2 separate regions of the Mus musculus genome follow, and region 1 is linked to region 2. The links are chromatin contacts, called in public HiChIP or PLAC-seq maps. All regions are on one chromosome and are shown on one strand. The core of a region is the stretch at or near the end of the contact, and the rest is flanking DNA. Distances in the headings are between cores, read along the strand shown.

Evidence for each region. HiChIP or PLAC-seq counts read pairs in DNA pulled down with a chosen protein or histone mark.
Region 1: a CTCF HiChIP or PLAC-seq map of the NIH/3T3 cell line shows a contact between it and region 2, with 6 read pairs. The contact joins two enhancer-like sites. A contact is called at or near these places in 1 of 15 datasets of contacts at CTCF or cohesin (the NIH/3T3 cell line) and 2 of 115 datasets of contacts at active chromatin or transcription factors (bone marrow-derived macrophages and effector CD8 T cells).

The regions. Positions count from the first base shown.
Region 1 is chr4:89,528,149-89,531,981 of GRCm38.p6, reverse strand. No RefSeq gene overlaps it. Among named protein-coding and RNA genes, the nearest start is that of Dmrta1, 160 kb to the left of the region's middle. Within about 2 kb of position 1,816, at least 20 of the 459 cell types and tissues checked have an H3K27ac peak or open chromatin away from gene starts, as enhancers often do. A contact at or near this core is called in the NIH/3T3 cell line, where this site is marked.
Region 2 is chr4:88,999,881-89,003,773 of GRCm38.p6, reverse strand. The region is part of intron 1 of Gm34568 (predicted gene, 34568); the gene reads right to left. Among named protein-coding and RNA genes, the nearest start is that of Gm34568, 45 kb to the right of the region's middle. Within about 2 kb of position 2,098, at least 33 of the 459 cell types and tissues checked have an H3K27ac peak or open chromatin away from gene starts, as enhancers often do. A contact at or near this core is called in the NIH/3T3 cell line, where this site is marked.

The DNA of each region.
Region 1 (3,833 bases), core at 567-3,066, 530 kb before region 2:
GAGTGTCCAATACTAATTGGCTGTGACTGTTTGGACAGGGATATAATCACTTGGGCCAGCATAAATGGGAACTGAGATGACACTCTGCTTTCAGAACATCAGGTGAACCCAGCCCAGCGGTTTCATAGACAGTAATTCATTTATTTTATCTAAAGATACGATGAAGGATTCACAAGTCATCATTTTCCTCCTTGCCATCCTTATATGAAAAGAAATGTTTCTGGAACTTTCTCTTGCTCTGGGGTGAGTAATGGTTACTGGGGCCTGAGAGTCACGCTATGAATAACTTTGTGGTTCCTACAATCTCCTCTGTCAGTACAGAGTGGGTTTGGCTGGGTGGGCATAAAACGTCATTAAAACACCCTAACTCAAGGCACTATCTGAGTGGTTCTGTGTGTTTGTGCCTCCAGTAAATCTTGTTGTGTTCTTATCTTTTACACACCAGGAAGTTAAGAATAAAGAGGAGAGAAACAAAGGAGGAGGGAGAAAAATAAACAGGAGAAAGATGGAATGAATTCACTGTGTGCTTGTGTTTATTAAGGCGATTTCTATTTATTAAGCCCACTTTATTAGCAGATGCGCCCATGGGAAGGTCATATTTTTCTTCAGAGCTTAAAATGTTAAATGTGAGAGTAAACTTCAGGGGGCTGACAAAGCTTACTCAGAGCTACACGGCTGGCAAATGGGAGGGTGCCGCTTCTACAACAGCTTGACCTCTAGATTCAGTCTCATCCGCAAGCCGTCAAGGACCCCCGGGACCCCAGAAGGATGAGCCAACCAGGCTTGGCTTCCCAATCACGGGAACCACGTTCTAGCATCCTGCCCTGTCTGCCCACGGGTTGAGTCGCTATTCTTTCAAATTGCTAGAATTTGGCAAGGAGACAGAAATAATCTATGTCTGCACCAGTCATTTGTGATTTTGCTTCAGCGAAGACCAGGTATCACCTCTACTATAAAGCTTCACCTTTGGCATGGGATGCAAACTTTTCTCTGGCTAAAGACTTGGAAACAGTTGCCAAATGTGCAAGATTTCTTTTCCCTCTACTGCCAAAGAAGCGAGAGTGCTGTGCAAACAAGATACTTTGAAGAAAAGAGTCTGGGTCAAAATTCAAGAATTATTTTCCTTATCAAAAAAAAATTGGTTATTCACTCTATCTCTGTTATATCTCTGGAGGCTTCTTTTTCTACCCATAGGTACATATGTTCAGTCTATGTCCATTGGACCCTGAACTAGCACAATTCTGTTTGTTCTTGGGAGCTAAGCAAGGGCAGGCCAGGTTAGCACTTGGATGGGAGATAAATGTATACAACGGGGGAACTTTGAGCTCTAAAAGCCTCCAAGCTATAAAACTATGAAAGAAGGAGATGCAGCTAAGTATTAAGAGGGATTCTTGGAGAACATGGTCAGCTTTACAAAAAGTTTTAATGTGGTCAGCTCAAAACCCCTTGTGTGTTATAAATAAGGCCATTCTCATGGGTAGCCAAGTGCACTCAAGACAGTGCCATGGGTGAGCACTGCTACACACAGGAGAGATCTCAGATAGATGGTGACATGAGACACATGGACTTTCACAACCAGTATCTTTCTAAGTCAAATTTGACTCATCGTGTGCATAATCTGCGTGTTTTCTCATTTCTCACTTTTGTTGAAACTACCTGAGTCACTATTTTGATTTAAAACTTAAAAAAGAAAATCTGTCTGCAGACACCTGGCAAGCTGAGTCATTGGTATTTTAAAGCCTAGAGTTTCTTAAATAGAAACGGAACATTTATGCATCTGAAGACATGAGTCAGAAATGTTTTTATAGCTCCATTTTCTTACAAAGATGAGAAGACATTTTAGGGGTTTCCCCTAAGCATTGCATAAATATTTTTAAGCGCACTATGTTACACTGTGAGGCACAGGGGTGAACTAATTATAATCTCTTAGGTTCCAGATCTAAGCATCTAAGTGAGGAGCCGAAATACATTACTTTTATTGAACACAGAATGTATAACTTCAAGGATCAGGGGAAATTGAAAGCTTAGTAATTAGAGTAGTTGAAAATTAACCAGGTTTTTACAAAATGGGAAGCCACAATCCGGAATGTAAAAACAGCATATAAGTGAGAGTCAAGCCAAATGTCTGATCCATTCTGGTGGATCTTGTAAGAATTTAACTACAAAACGATAAGAAGTTTTCAGAAATCACAGAAATTACTTTTGATTAGAGAGCCTTGTACAAAGTGCCTAAAAGGCAATGTTTGTGAATAGATAAAAACCAAGACCATATACACACAGGCCTAGGTCTGAGGGCAACAGTAAGAAGAAATTCTCATTAGTTACAATTTTAAGAAAAGCTGATTCTATATACCATACAACTAACTGCTTCTGAATTGTAGCTAAGAATCCCAGCCTCATACAACAATCTATTCAGGCTTTCTAATCTGACTTATTATTTCTAATAAAAGCAATATCCAATAACAACAAAGTTACCCCACATTTTAGTGAATGGGCTTAGTCATGTACACATACACTACATGAGCAGCAGCATAGACAGCTAGCTTCCGAATCTGTTACGTGTGCCACACTCCTGGGATCACCTCGCCAGTGGAAGTCTGTATACAAACGCAGAGTGGATGCAACCATGTGCTAAGCACAGTCCACCAAGATTCCTGTGAGTCTTCTTTTTGTCCCATAACATTCCCAGCCCCTGGCTGTGCAGCCAGGGTGTGTCCTAAAGTCCCTGGGATCAAACCTCAAACAAAAACATCAGATTCAGTGTGACTTGTGGATTCAAGTGAAGGTTGGGACAAAGGGAAGCATCTCGGAGCTGCTATGGTGAAGATTCTCGTGGAAGTCACCACAGCAATCTCCCCTGGAAGGAGGGATCCTCTTCCTTCCTTCTTTATCCATTCGCCCTCTCTTTATCCATTCTCTGATCTCTTGAAGTCACTTCTCAAATAACCTATTTGCCCACAAGCATTGTTTTCAGACACTGTGTTTTGAGAAGTCGTTCTGAGATAGAATGATCTTTATAATCATTGATCTATGTAATTAAGATCTATGCAAACCTGAGAGTCTAGCCTGGGGGTGGGGTGGAAACACGAATGGAAATTGCTAGTGAAATATATCTGGTCATAAAAAGGATTGTAAAAACAATATACAAGCCAGATGAAAAAGGATTAAACTCAATGAACAGCAACCTCTAACAAAAAAACAAAACCAAAAGCAGCTCCAAGTTATGGGGCCTGACAATATGTTCCTCTGCAAATTCAAGCCTCAGAGTTTGGCCAAGACAGCCTGACAGCCAGACACGTTCAAAGGAGAAAATTCAAGTCCTCAGTGAACTTTATTGATCCAAAGTTGTTTAAGAATACTGACTCGATCAGTCCTTAATACCTTCATTAATAGTCTGTGAATGAGGCTCAGTCACAGGTAAAAAGTAGGATGTCTGGATTTGCCCACTGCTTACTGACAACTTAAAAAACAGAACTGGATGTTATTGTTATTGTTTTAATTAATTCACTCCATAAATTCAGGGCTGAAAGAATCTTTTCATTACACAAACTTATCTACTGTGATTGGAAGTTGTCCCCGTGGTACTTGATCTGTTAAAATTTTGCACACAAAAAAAAGTAAGAAATATAATTTCCAAAAACAGGAATTGCCCATTTTAGGATAGGAGGAAAAGTGTATTTTCTGAATTCTTATTTAAAAAAAAAAATCTTTCTAAAGACACAGCTACTGTTCATTGTGCTCATTCCAAAGTCTCAATAACTAAGAATCTCTGTGGAAAACAAAAGGTTTAGCCAAGGAAATGAGGCCATGCGAGGGAGTGGTAATGAGTCACA
Region 2 (3,893 bases), core at 849-3,348:
ACTGCAGCAACCCCTTCACTGAGTGTCTTAGGGTTTTACTGCTGTGAACAGACACCATGACCAAGGCAAGTCTTTTAAAAAACAACATTTAATTGGGGCTGGCTTACAGGTTCAGAGGTTCAGTCCATTATCACCAAGGCCAGAGCATGGCAGTATCCAGGCAGGCATGGTTCAAGCAGAGCTGAGAGTTCTATGTCTTCATCCAAAGGCTGCTAGTGGAAGACTTTCTTCCAGGCAACTAGGGTGAAGGTCTTAAGCCCACACCTACAATGACACACCTACTCCAACCAGGTCACATCTATTCCAACAAGGCCACACCTCCAAATGGTGCCACTCCCTGGTCCAAGAATATACAAACCATGACACTGAGTTTATAGAAAAGGAAAGGAAATCTACAAGTTGAAGAGATAGCCACACTGCCATGGCTATGGTACTATTCAGAGTAGCTCAGGAATGGAAACAGCATAAGCGCCCATTGGTTGATGCGCCAATGAGGAAAACCTGGTACACGCCACACGTTCATGAATATGATTCATATTTTCATGAAAGAATGAAACCCTGTGGTTTGTAGCAGCACTGATGAAACCAGAGGTCATTATGTTAAGTGAAATGAGCAGGCACAGAAAGTCCCGCACCTGCGTGACCTCACTAACAGCAGAGGAGAAAAAAAAATCCATCTCTTAGAAATGAAGAGTGAAATGATAATTACCAGAGGCTGGTAAGTGTAGGGAGGGAGAAAGAACGGAAAGAGGCTAATTATCAGGTATTAACTTACAGTTAGGTAGAAAAAAAGTTCTAGTGGTGTGTTGCACAGGACAGTGACAATAGGTAATAACATATTCTCTTACTCTTTGTCTCACAGAAAAGAGTTTGAACATTTCCCCACCAGGAAGTAATAAGTGGGCCTAGGTTCTGTTTGTAAAGTGTTTGCCTTATAGGAACAAGGGCCTGAATTTGATTCCCAGAACTCATGGAAAACAGCTGGTGTCCTGCCACGTATTCATGATCCCAGTACCGGGAAAGCAAAGATAAGCCCAGCCCTGGGACTTGCCGGCCCCCTTGGTCAGCCCACTTGGTAAGCTCTAGACCTCAGAGACCCTGTCTCAAAAACAGAAATTGTCCATGAAAGATTGAAAAAAATTACAAAGTTTGTTGAGTTGGGAAGAGACTGATGAATTGGAGAAGAGTTTGGGGGGGGGGGCAGTGAATATGATTAAAACATATGGCATGGAACTCTTAAAAAAAAAACTAAGAAAAAATTTAAAACAAAAAACAGTAATGTGAATGGCTCCCAAGATTGAATACGCATCCCCCTCCCCCCCGTGTGTGTGTGTGTGTGTGTGTACAAGAAATGATAGGTGCTTCAAAAGACAGATATGTATGCCTGGTTTAGATTTCTATATAATATATTCATGATTTAAATATAATGCAGATGAGTACATGTTTTACTTTTTAATGGGCTATATAGATTTAACGGAAAGTGCAGAAACATTAGGCTCCTCCTCTTCCTCATTTAAGAGGTAGATAGTATCTATTTATAAAATGAGGGACTGTACCCAGGGTTCCTAAGGGCTCACTCTGCTCCAACATTCTTTGAGAAATTCTAAATCTCTATCCCTGCCCTCTCACTCAAATCATAAGCAATACTTAAAAGCATTTTTCCACAAGGATTTCTGCACATATTGTCTTGGAAATTTATTGTGAATCACTAAGTTACCCCCTTTTTGTTGGAAAATTAACAATGTTGCATTCTGTTGCTATAACCCAAACAATACTGAATTAAATTTGTCCTGGGCTTATGAAGGCATTTATTCAACAAAGTGATTTCTTTCCAAGCAAATGAGTTACTTATTTCCATTAAGAATAAAATAAAAAGAAAGCATGCTCTTCTCTATGTAACTAGTTCGGTAGACACTAACTGGTTGCATTGTCTGTAAAGCTGTGAATCAAGTAAAATTTCCTGTGAGTGTGCAGTTTCCTTTGTAGCTTACATAAATTTGTGGATTATTCCAAGATATGTACACTCATAGTTACTCACTTGAGAAAATAGAGTTGTGCGTACTTGCACATCATAGAAAAACACCCACACATACAAAGCCTGCCTTTTACCAGGACTTGAGATGAGAAAATAAAGCAGCCAGAATGGCTTCTTACCCCCTCCACCCTAACCACACCTTCCTGCCCTAAGCCTATTGCCCAAATCCAACTGTGCCCCAACACATGCCTCTTTGAAAATTGAAAAGATATTGAGAGGAAAGGTCAAGTGAAAAAAATAAAGCCGGAAAGAGAAACGTGTGAAAAAAGAGACCAAGACAGGAAATGTAGTTGGCTGGAGCTTTCTGAAGTAAACAGCATTTGGAAGCAGAGAGCAACTAATTCTTGACTTTCATGTTCTCCTGAAAAAGGTGATGGTCCAACAATTCAGTTGAATTAGGTAAATGGGGCTGTTTTAATGAGTTGAAATAAGATCATCTACCCAAGATACTTCTAGAAACTCAGTGAAATTCTTGGTTCTGATCATTTAGGTTAGAACTCTTGTAGTAGATAACCAATTAAACTCATCTTCTACTTGTGCATCTGGCGTGGTACTTGATCTCTACTACAGCAATTCTGTAGTGTTCTCTCTTTGCAGCATCACTCTTCCTATTTGTGCGTTCCTTTTTAGAATAAAAGTAGGCTGAGCCATCTCAGCGTTTGCATTTGCACTGAAGCCAAGCAGCCTGCCTAGCTCTTTGAAAGTGTAGGTATGGTTAAAGATAGAACCACTGAAAACCCAATAAAAGGAAGGCAAGGTGGTATCTATAGAAACGTCCTGCTGGGTTTCTATAGACAGGGCAGGAGGTACTAATCTGCTACCAGGGAACTGAGGAAGTGTGGTGGTGTTCCACAGCTCCAGAGAGCAAGCTAAGTGAGAATTTTGTAGGCCCCTAGCTGAGAGGTTGCCTCTTCAATAGAGAGTTCAGAACGTATTTGAGTCAGCCAACTTTTTTTTAATGTCTATGAAGTAGATATTTGAACCAATTTTTAGGCTTTAGTCACTCTAAAGCAAATTGCTGACAATAATCAAAAGTTCAAAATTATTGCTTGGTTGCAATTGCTGTTAGTCCTTTAAAACAAATATAGTTGCCTTTAAAAATGTTCATTCTTTAAAGTAAAGAAAAGCTTAAGTGAGGAAGAGCTTATAGCTTGCAAAAAAAAATGCACATCCCCCGGGGGGTCTTTATAAGTAGTAATCATGCTGCAATTGCTGCAAGAACAAATGAGGGCATCTATTCCATTAGCATGTACAAACAACTTGCCTCGTTAGATCTGACTTGAGACAAAAGTCTTGTTGTACACCAGCAGCCTTGTAAGTATTGCAAAAGTGACATTTAGCCCTCATCGGCATCGATTCATGCATTGTCATGTGGTGACTAAATCACTGAGTGTCTCATGCCCAGCAAGGAATTAGAGACTACAATGCTTGAGAACCATGTCAGTTGAAAACGACTGGAAAGTCATTTGATTCAGTTTAGTTATGAAAAACATTTATTGCTTATTTACGTATATAACACATTGTAGTGAAACATGCATAGGGCAAATGAGACTTTCCTTCAAGCAGCTTGTTGAAAATAGATAATTACAAATATGGCTATAAAATGAAATCTTGTAATAATGTACTGAATCAATGGTATGGGGTGTGTGTGCCCAGATGCACACACACTCATGCGTGCACAGATCCATTGATTTTTAAATACTTCCCATTGATTAGGGCCCAGTGGGTTTCTTCTGTCTAAGGAAAGACTTCAACCTTTCTCTAAGTGAAATGAGCATGCTCCGATATTGGAGCAGTAGCTTAGACATCCCTGTCTACATTTCTGTTTGCACATTTTAGTCACCAAGTTGTTCTCTGA